2 separate regions of the Mus musculus genome follow, and region 2 is linked to region 1. Evidence: chromatin contacts called from public Hi-C data. All regions are on one chromosome and are shown on one strand. The core of a region is the stretch at or near the end of the contact, and the rest is flanking DNA. Distances in the headings are between cores, read along the strand shown.

What was found. Hi-C and Micro-C count contacts between places; a contact is called where the count stands out from the background.
Region 2: a contact with region 1 is called in a Hi-C map of B cells, with 1.8 times the contacts expected there. The contact joins two enhancer-like sites. A contact is called at or near these places in 2 of 15 datasets of contacts at CTCF or cohesin (the G1E-ER4 cell line and stem cell-derived epiblast-like cells), 31 of 484 Hi-C or Micro-C datasets (B cells, the C10 cell line, CD8 T cells and 10 more) and 7 of 115 datasets of contacts at active chromatin or transcription factors (the 230-238 cell line, the HPC-7 cell line, acute myeloid leukemia and 2 more).

Annotation. Positions count from the first base shown.
Region 1 is chr6:66,965,461-66,970,645 of GRCm38.p6, reverse strand. The region is part of intron 3 of Gng12 (guanine nucleotide binding protein (G protein), gamma 12); the gene reads right to left. Among named protein-coding and RNA genes, the nearest start is that of Gm36816, 41 kb to the left of the region's middle. Within about 2 kb of position 2,240, at least 36 of the 459 cell types and tissues checked have an H3K27ac peak or open chromatin away from gene starts, as enhancers often do. A contact at or near this core is called in B cells and centroblasts, where this site is marked.
Region 2 is chr6:67,053,216-67,058,400 of GRCm38.p6, reverse strand. The region is part of intron 1 of E230016M11Rik (RIKEN cDNA E230016M11 gene); the gene reads right to left. Among named protein-coding and RNA genes, the nearest start is that of Gadd45a, 18 kb to the right of the region's middle. Within about 2 kb of position 2,105, at least 83 of the 459 cell types and tissues checked have an H3K27ac peak or open chromatin away from gene starts, as enhancers often do. A contact at or near this core is called in B cells and centroblasts, where this site is marked.

The DNA.
Region 1 (5,185 bases), core at 991-3,490:
GAAAAGGCATGCTTTTTTTTTTTGTAAATAATCCAGAAAAGTGGGGAGAATGCTTCCTAAGAGACGGCCTTTATTTTATTGTGTGTGTGTTTATGTGCGTGTGCATGCCAATGCCCTAGATGGTGGGAGGCATCAGACAGCCCTGAAGGTGGAGTTACCAGCAGGTAGGAACTGCCTTTGTGTAGGTGCTGGTCTCGTGCACCAGGCTCTCCACCACTAAGCCATCTCTCCTGCCTCTTGCAGCAGAAAAAGTAAGCCAACTACAGGGATAATGATATTGAGGTCAGTCCTTTGAGCGGAATGTCATGCTTTCTGCTAATGTACCCTCACCCTTACCTCTCAGGTGAGTCACTAGCCAACACCTGCCTCCTTTGCAGACTCACTGAAAATTAGACAAAAATATACAATCTGCTTTAAATATCAGGCTCCAGACACTCAGGTTTACCAGGTGGAACTTGGGGTAGGATGTGCCTGCAACCTAGCCTGCTCCAAAATAACCCCACACCAAACACGACAACAGAAAACACTACTAAAAGCAGATAGATAGATAGATAGATAGATAGATAGATAGATAGATAGATGGATGGATGGATGGATGGAAAAAAAGGGAGAAAAAGATGGCCAAGATGGAGGCAAAAGCAGCTGAAGGAAATACAGGGAAAAAGACAGAGAAGGTTTGAGCCACTCCTGTGTGGTTTCAAGTTGCCCATACCAGGAACACTACAGCCAGGGGTTCACCCACAAGGCTCTCCAGGAAGAATGAGTAGCCTTTGGTGCCTCTGGGGATTATAAATGAATAGAGAACATGCTCCAGGGTGGAACACTGCATTTTCCCGATTAACCACACTGGCTTCACATCCCCTTCCCTGCTGCTGCTTGCAGACTCCTGTGTTTTGGCTCAGGCACCATAGAAGTTGCTTTATAGTCAGTTCTTCCCTCTTCAACTAGGTGTAGACTCCTGGAGGGCAGACACGCTTCTTTCTGTCCTTTGTTCCTCTCTGCTACGCCTATCAGTGTAATCCACCCAGCACTCACTCAATAAACTCTTGATGATGGGTTAATGCTGAGAATTTTACACATCAGTAGGTGATGGCTTTATATCATTAGCCCCCAACTAATAAATCAGCAGGAGTTCAAAAGTTGATTTCAAAGAAGGTCCTTATGGGGCATATTTCTCCATGGAAACAGCTGGGGTTTAGGTTTCCAGGGCCACTCAGTTCTCAGAGTGCCCTTACATATTCATCTGCTGGCTTACTGAGCACCATCATCTATCTCAGGTCTCCCATCAAACTGGCAGTACTCAAATAACTAAATCATGATATCAAAAGGAGTACAGATGTAATCACCTGTGATCCTAGTCCCTGGGAACCACTTCTTAGAAGGCTGTGTACAATACAGAGCAAAGGGCTTATTTTATTCTCCAGACTACAGAATATATTTATGTCTTTAAATCTACCTTAATAATCATTTGTTAACAGCAACATTAACTTCTGCAGAATTCTCATCTTAGTGGTTCTATTTTCTTAGTGTGTATGCATGCAGGAAGAGCCAAGCTCAAAGCCCTAGAACCCAAGTAAAAGTAAGGAGCAGTAGCATGGTCTGTGATCCCAGTGTTCTATGCTTGGCTGAGAAGAGAACCCTGGAACCTCCTGGCTCAGCTAGTCTGTGTACCAACAAGTGAGCGGCAAAGGCCATCTCAGAAGGTAGAAGGTGAGGACCAACTCACCCGCACATGTGTGCTATGTAAGTGTACACTCACATTCATACACATGAATGAACTCATCCACGCACACAGTTGGAGGAAGTCTACATACTTTCTCACTGGACAAAAAGCTTTCAGTGGCTCAGAACCCATGTTCTGCGAGAAGTACATCTTCCCTCAGCATTAAGAGAGATGCCAGGTCAATTAGAGATGCATGACAAACACAACCTCATCAAGTGTGGACAGAATATTCATTGAGAAGCAGGAGCTAGTCCTGTTGTAGCATATCTCATATAATTTCACAGTTGACAAGCGACTGAGGCACCATTTTCCCAGTAATAATCTTAGTCCACCACACAAAACCCCTCCACTTGTCTAGGCTACAATGTGAGCTATCTGCCATCATTTCCAGAAACTCATTATGTGCTAGAAGCTGTTAGACACCAAATGACATCATTCATCCCCATGACCTTAGAAGGATCCCAGAGAGACAAAGGCAGCTGGAATTAGATGTCCAGCACGGCTTCCAGCAGCATTCCCTGAGAAGTGGGGGATGGAGCCCAGAGCTTCTCTGCTTCCTGCAGTCCTAGCACTGCACTGGCTTCACTGTCCTACAGAACTCTGTTCCTGTGACCTTCTTCCCTACTTAGCTCTAGGAAAGCAAGAACACCTTCTTCATTTGTCACAATCAGTACTCGAAATGGTCCTGGAGACACAGTGGCCATAAGGGAAGCTCTTGTTGTTTAGTAGTTCTGATTCATGCTCTACAGTGAGCAGATGATCTAGTGGCCACTAGAGTTATTACGTCAACAGAAAGTACTAGGCAGGCCAGCTAGATCAGAGGCCAGAGCCACAGCAGCTCTCCCCCCAGCCCCTCGGATTTGTGACTTGGTGCTCTGCAGCTGTATTTCTGCCTGTCCCTGTCTTCTGTACTAGACTATACTTCAGGAAATGCTTGGTCAGTGATGGATGAAGGCTCTCTGCAGAGGTCTCTAGTAAACAAAGCATTGGCCTGAGACAAGGGACAAGGAGCTACATTCAGAAATGCCCTGACTCCCTTGAACAGTTCCTACCTGGTCTGTTGCAAAGCTTGTTAATGCAAGAATGCCTACACTCATAGAGGCCAGCACTAAGTAACAGTGTATGTAAGCACACTGCCAAGATTTAAGTCTGCTAAACTCAGGACAAGTGCTGTCACTCTGGTGGGAATCCTTGTACTCAGGTCTCCTTTGTGCAGTTCACTTTACTATCACAGAGACCTTGCTGTCCCTGCCTGGACCTGGAGAGGTATGATCTGTTTGCCTGCTCTCAGTATCTCCTCCCCCCATCTCTTCACCATTGTCTCTGTTCACATTCTTAAAAGGACTGTGTGTGGCCTCTTGGCACAACTCAGGGCCCTATGTGTCTATCTCTGATTACCTGGGCTTCTTCTGACCACCCATCCACCAGCCTCCCACAGAGAGAGTACTAGTTGCACCTTTGCTCACCATTTTAGCCCAACTGCAGAATCAACCTATTGCTACGATCTCCAGTTCAGGGAATAGCACCGATGTGTGGGCAAATGCCCCGACTCCACCCCACTTTTCCTGCACCCCTCTGCTACCTCCAGGCTCCTCTCTCTACATCTTCTCTGCAGTCTTCTCATTTACTTCTTGCTACTAGAGTGATCTTTCTGAAAAGAAAATGTCTCTCCCCACGTTTCCACAGTTTAGACATCACTTTTTCCAGAAAGCCTTGCTGACCACTCTATCTGTATTTCCTGCAGGGAAACAGGGCACATGCCCCAATTCTCTGGATTTCTACGGTGGTGTGGTCTCTTGAGTAATCTTGATTGTTACTCCCCCTCCCCGGTCTGCTGTCCTCGTAAGTTCCCTCTTCATGTGACTACAATAAGTCTAGACTGGGGTAGATCACATAAGTGTCAGAGATAAGTTCAGGAAGGATGTGTGTCCTAATTCTCTCCAGGGAAACACGAGGAGAAATTGACTCGTGGGCTTCAAGAGGTAACCTCATCTTAAAGGAGAGGTATGTCAACAAGCAGTTCTTTTCTGTGTTGGCACTGGTCGGAAAGGTTGCAGCCTTTCTGTGAAGCATAAGAAGGTTGGTGGTCTATCTTACCCCGAATCTGAGTGAAGAGCCCACCTCCACTGTTCAGTCTTATATGAAATGTGACTTTACCCTGAAGGCCAGCCTTCTTTAGGCTCACTCTATCTGCTAATGTTCAATATAGGAAGAAAATATAAAAGCCCCATGATCCATCCTAGGAGCAAACCCTGTCAGCCTACCCTGACATATTCCATCACACTGAGCACACTGTTGTGCAAAGGGTACACTCAGAATGTTTGCTAAATGAATAATCTAATTTGCCTCTGATGAGTCAAGGGCGCTTAGGAGTTTTATAATGTTCTAGGACTTTAACAATGAATAGCAGTCTTCAACTAGCTGTGCTAAATATATCCTGGTCCTAGGCCCTCACTAGAAAAAAGTTTCTGTTTGTTTACAGGAGAGGCTCTATACTGCGATGATGAAGCTTTAAATAGAACAAGTAGAGCTGAGCACTGTACAATGAAGCAGAAGTTGGATGTGCACTGCCTGCTAGTCCTGTTTGCACCATGGTCTGGTACTATGACAAACCCACTGACCTCAATGGGCTTAAAGGCTAAGGGCTGAGGACAATGAAAAGCAACTTCAAAACAGCGTGGAGATAGGGCTGCAGGGATGGTTCAGAGCTAAGACTGTTTGCTGCTCTTCTAGGAGACTGGAGTTCTGGTCCCACTCGGTATCCATACCAGACAGCTCACAAATGCCTGAACTCCAGCTCCAGGACAGCTGAGGCTCTCTTCTGACCCTTGTGGATACCTTTACACATGTGCTTGTGCATACACACACACACACACACACACACACACACACACACACCAGTGTGGCAGATGCTTTCTAAGAAGCTGGAGGACATAGTATGGGTCATAAGGTCAGATGTGTACTGAGAAAGCTTGCCACAGGATCATCTGCATTGCACCAGAACATAAAAGGACAGTTCACCCAAAGAGAGGCAAGCAAAGTAATAGTAAAGAGGGTGTACTTGACAAGAAGCCCGTCCTGGCTGTGTGGGGAACGTAAGTGACACGCCTGAACTGTGGTGAGATGCAGGTCTGCTGTGGGGCAGACAGGAGTCCCCACAGCCATTCACTAGAGAGCAGCAGGAGCTTCTTAAGCTGGAACAGGTCAACAACAAAAGATGCACGGCCTCAATGCCTGGCTGCTGCGTAAAGGTGATGGCTTTGGACAGCTCCAGTTTTCCGATGGAAAAGCAGGGGCAAGTGAGTTAGGGGTAACGTGGTAGAATACAGTAGTTTTAAATTTTCCTTTTTGTCTGAAAAACTCTTGTTGGAATGGAGGATGGAAGGCCGATACTTTTAAAGAGGCTCCTGCTGAACTTCGTATGTATACATGTGTGACATGAGGCCTTCCTTCCTCTTCAGC
Region 2 (5,185 bases), core at 856-3,355, 88 kb before region 1:
AACATGCATCTGTGCTTTTGCATATGATCTCTGTCCCTACAGTAATCTTCCTTTCCATGGTTAGCCAACTCTTACTCATTCTATACAACTCCAGTTGAGTTTCCTCTCCCTGGGGTGATTTGAATGCCCTGCCCTGCGTTCTAAAATCTTCTGCACTTAGCATTTATCACACTGGACCATGTTTCTCGACTGCGCGTTCTTCTCCCTGATAAACGTCAACCCTTCAAGGACAGAAGTTGTGACTTTCTTTACTTTGCAGCCTAGGAAGCCAACACAGAGCCTGGCACACAGTGCATATTTAGCTCATGAGGAATAAATGTCTGTTGGCTGTAGGTTGTAGTAGGTTAAAGGAACATAAAGAGAACAGTGTCCCGGAATAGGTAGTAGTTATATGCCACCCACTAAATGCTGAGCCTTTTTCTTTTTCCTTTTTCCTTTTTTTAAATTTGGAAGCAATTACCCATTCCAGGTAGATTCTTTGATTATGTTCCTACCACTAAAGAAACAGAGAGATCGAGTGGCTTCTCCAGGATCATGGCCAGTCAGGCAGTCATTTTCTACAGTTCTTAACCATGGTACTCTACTGCCTAGGCCTTGCATGAACCCTGTCCCTAAGGAGTTCAAAGTCTCATTAAAGGAGACAGGCAGGTGGCAGCCTAATCACCACACTGGGTTATGTTAGGTGTATGGGCAACATAAAGGGGCAAAACAGAACGGGGGAGCCATGGATGCAAGAGGTGGAAGTGCACACTTTCAGATCTGCCTTCTCGAAGAGGCACGGTTCTAACTGGGCTTTAGAGAAAGAGCATTCTGATCGGAGTGGAGGGAGAGACTTGCTAGGCAAGCAGCATAGAGGAATGAAACAACATGTTTTGTGTTCTGGTGCCAGCAACCTACATTGTTGAGCCCAACACAAATGAAGCTGTGGACACACATTCTTAACAATTTCATAACAATTATAGCAGGCTGCTAAATCAAACAGGAAGTGCTTCCAAGTTTTGTGCAACTGAACAGGTGTCACGCGGATAAAGGCAGACTTGATAGATACCATAAATGCTTCAGAATTGCTGGAACAAGAAGTACCTCAGCAGTACTTTATGAGGCAGGAAATGATACTGGCAAGGTCAGTGGAGGCGAGATCATGTAAGGAGGCTGGAATCTATCCCATAACTAATAAGAAGCCACAGAAGGCTTCTTAGCAATGATGTAAGTTGATTGGATTAGTTTGTAAAAAGACTCTTCTGGTAGTCCTGTCAGAGGCACATGGGAGGATAAGGGAGGAAGCCCTGGCTAGCTCAGCAATAGTTGAGATTGTATGGGCCAGAGAGGCTCCAGCCTTGAACTTGGCCTTTGTACCAGGGATATCCAAGAACAGTAGTGCTGAGAAAGACTAGGAAGATGACTTGCAGAGTTAAACCTTAAGGTACACAAAGCACTCACTGGAAAGAAACATGGGTGAGGGCTGGCAGTGGTTATAAAGTTCAAGATAAAAGAACACCATTTTTGCTTTGGTCTGTTCTAGTTATTTAACACCATCTTATAATTTTTATTAGGGAAGCCCATCGTAGAGAAGGCACAAATGCAAGAAATGAAGCTGTTGTGCAGATCTCCATTTCTGTAACTTGCACAAGTGGGTGAAGAACCTATTTATTTATCATTGGTTTCCTTCCAAATAGCCTCTGGGTGTCACTGGAGTTCCCCATGAGATAGAACCGATCCTTACACCCTTCCGATGAGATTTCTCAGCTACCAAACTATTCTCTGGAAGCTTCCTGCATTCTTTCCAGTGTACGAACCCCGTTTCATCTGATCTACAAAGGAAGAGTTACATGTACGCATCAGAGCTTTGGCATATCGACCCACTGACACGGAGCACAAACGCCAAACCTGCAGAAGGCTCAGAGTCGTTCCCACAGCTAAAGTCCTTCTATTTAACCCTCTAGTTGTGCTCTTCTGTTTGGTTTTTCATGCTTCAGTTCATTCGTGTGAACTGCCTGTTCTGACTTCCCTTTTACTTCTTTGCTGAGAAACTTTAGGACCTAGGACGTCAACTCACACATTGAAACCGTCAAGGTATCTGCGCAGAATTCATAACTGTCTGTATGAAGTAATCTTTCAAAACAAGAGGGGCGGGTAACTCTACAGCTCACTTCCTGTTTCCAGAGATAATCATCACACTGTAAATTTAATGTTTGCCATTCTGTTAGTGTTAGTGCCTGGGATCTTGAGTGTGCTGTGCAGAAATCCTATCACTGAGCTACAACCCAGCCACACATTTAATATTTTACCTGTCCTTCAATAGGGAAGAATTCTTTAGATAATGAGCTAATAACTGGGCTGCTGAATATGGCAGAATGATCTTGACCTTTCACCTCAGTTGGGCGAGGTCACAGGTACAGTGTCAGATGAGTTATTTAACTTGTACTTTACTTGGTCTAAAATGGAGTGTAGAGCTGTGTTGTAAGGTTAGAAGAACAAATGAACTCACAGATGTGTAAAGCAGCTGTGCTCAGTGAGACCACCCATAAAGCTGGACACCTGGATAGATAGCCTGTGTATACTTTGTAAGGGAAATGTTTAATATCTTTATTATGCTGTCACCAATGTCAATTGGTTGGTTAGCTTCTAAAGTACGGGTGGTTTTCTTCCCTATTGCTAAGTGGTCCCTACTTTAGGACCTCATTAAGTTTCTAAAGCCTGAATCTGACTCCCCTAGGTCAGGTCTAGAGACACACCATTTCCATCCTATGAGTAGCAAAGCACTCTCCTCTTTCCCTTTCTACAAACTGTGTTCGGTTTCTTAGTGCTTCAGTAACTTCCTCAGGAGTCTCCCTCAACCTTGACCAAACTACCTGATTGAACCCTGGCTCTGACTCTCATAACAACTTCCAGTGTTATGTATTATGTCTTTCCACAATTAAAAATCAAACAATTAATCCTGATTTTTTTTTCTCCAACATCATCTCCTTTGAAACTCTGTCTTTTTCCTCACTATAGGCATAGCACCTGGTACACTTGCCTGTATACAGTAGGTACTTAATAGCAGTGTGTGAGTACAGGGATGAATGTTGGACCGATACTAAGTGATTTGTATAAACATGTATATTTACTCATGGGTATAAATTATTAGAGTAGATTATTTATTTTATTCATAGATATATGAATCTCATCATCTTGAAAGTATCAAACAACACATGTATAATCTATGTATTGAAGTGCTTTTATCATTGTGGGGATGATCTGTGCAGATTCAGACACACTATTTCCCTTAATAATTACTGTATGTGAGGATGTATACTTAAACCTCAGTGGAACAAATGACCATCTCTCATAGATGTCATGTCCCACACCCAAGAGGAGTAGATGGCAGGAAATAATCAAAGTCAGGGCTAAAATCAACCAAGTAGATGCAAAAAGAACAATACAAAGGATCAAGAAAGCCAGGAGCTGTTCTTTGAGAAAATCAACAAGATAGATAAACCCTTAGCCAGACCAACCAGAGGGCACAGAAACAATATCCAAATTAATAAAATCAGAAATGAAAATGGAGATATAACAACAGAAAATGAGGAAATTCAAAAAAATCATCAGATCCTACTACAAAAGCCAATATTCAACAAAACTGGAAAATCTGGACGAAATGGACAATTTTCTAGACAGATACCAAATACCATCAGATAATCCATCTAAACAGTTCCATAATCCCTAAAGAAATAGATGTCATGTCCCTGCAGATTGGGAAAGAGACCCATGTGAGAGTATGTGCAGTCTACCAATGGAGGCTAACTATGCCCTAGAGTGAGTTTTTGAGTATGAGATCTCAGCAGTAGATCCAAAACCATGTGTGATGGTAACACTGGGGAACTATCAATGTGTAAGACATCAAGTCCGCCAACACTGATGCCATGCACCCAAGGTACTTAAGCTGAGTCCACACCGATGCAGTGCACCAAAGGTCCTTAAGCTGAGAATGGTTATGTCGAAGAAATTTTCCCAAGTCACAGAAATAGGATCGCACACAAAGACAACCAATCAACACAAATGTCACAAAGGAAATATTGGGAAAGGCAAGGGAGAGTATGCAGGAGTAAGAGAAATTGGTACAGTGGGCCTCACACACACAGCCTGAGAAGCTCCTTCTGCTAAGAAATTAGAATTCTAAGACCTTGTTTTTTGGCCCATCCTGTCCTCCTAACATCCCTTCCACAAAAATATAAAGACTACATGCACGTGGCACTTTGAGAAATGAAAAAAAAATGCATCTCAGAAGCACAAGGAGCAGCCATCACCTCAGTAGGATGAGGAGTTAGACACTCAAAAAGGATATGAGGGGTAGTTGAAGATAATACACCAGAAGGAGAACAGAGAAGAGAAGAGCTACTGGGCACTAAGGACACTCCTTCCAGCTCTTCGTACTACCGTGTCTCATCTGTCAAGTCACCTTTGCCTCTCCAGTACACCACTGAGATATGATCCCCATTCCAATTCATCCTGGAGCCAAGGACTTCCTTGCATTCTCTATGATTAAAACAAAGTTAAGTGGTTCTGCCATTAACCAAGTTGCTCATACAATCTGCAGTCACTTTTGATACCCACCCTTTATTCATTAGCCAAAGCACAATTCTTGCTCTGTTTCTTCAGGTTCGCCCATATCCTTCCTCTGTGATCCCTCCACATGCTAGTCTCCACCAGATCCCTCTATGGAGTTAGGGATCATGCCTACCTTTATGCCATTATATAGATCCAGAGTTGAGTAAATTAATGACACAATAAGAAATAATTGTCCAAGAACAAATAAATGAGGCTGGAGAAATGGCTCAGTGGTTAAGAGCACTAACTGCTCTTCCAGAGGTCCTGAGTTCAATTTCCAGCAACCACATGGTGGCTCACAACCATCTGTAATGGGAATCCGATGCCCTCTTCTGGTGTGTGTGCTTGTGTTGGGTGTATGTGTGTGTGTGCTTATGTTGGGTGTATGTGTATGTGTGCTTGTGTTGGGTGTTTGTGTATGTGTATTTGTGTTGGGTGTTTGTGTGTTTTTGTATTGGGTGTTTGTGTATGTGTGTATGTGTGTTTGTGTTGGGTGTTTGTGTGTGTGTGTAGGTGTTTGTATATAGGTGCATGTATATGAGTGTATGTCTATGTATGTGTGCTTATGCTCTGGTGTTTGTGTGTGGAGGTGTTT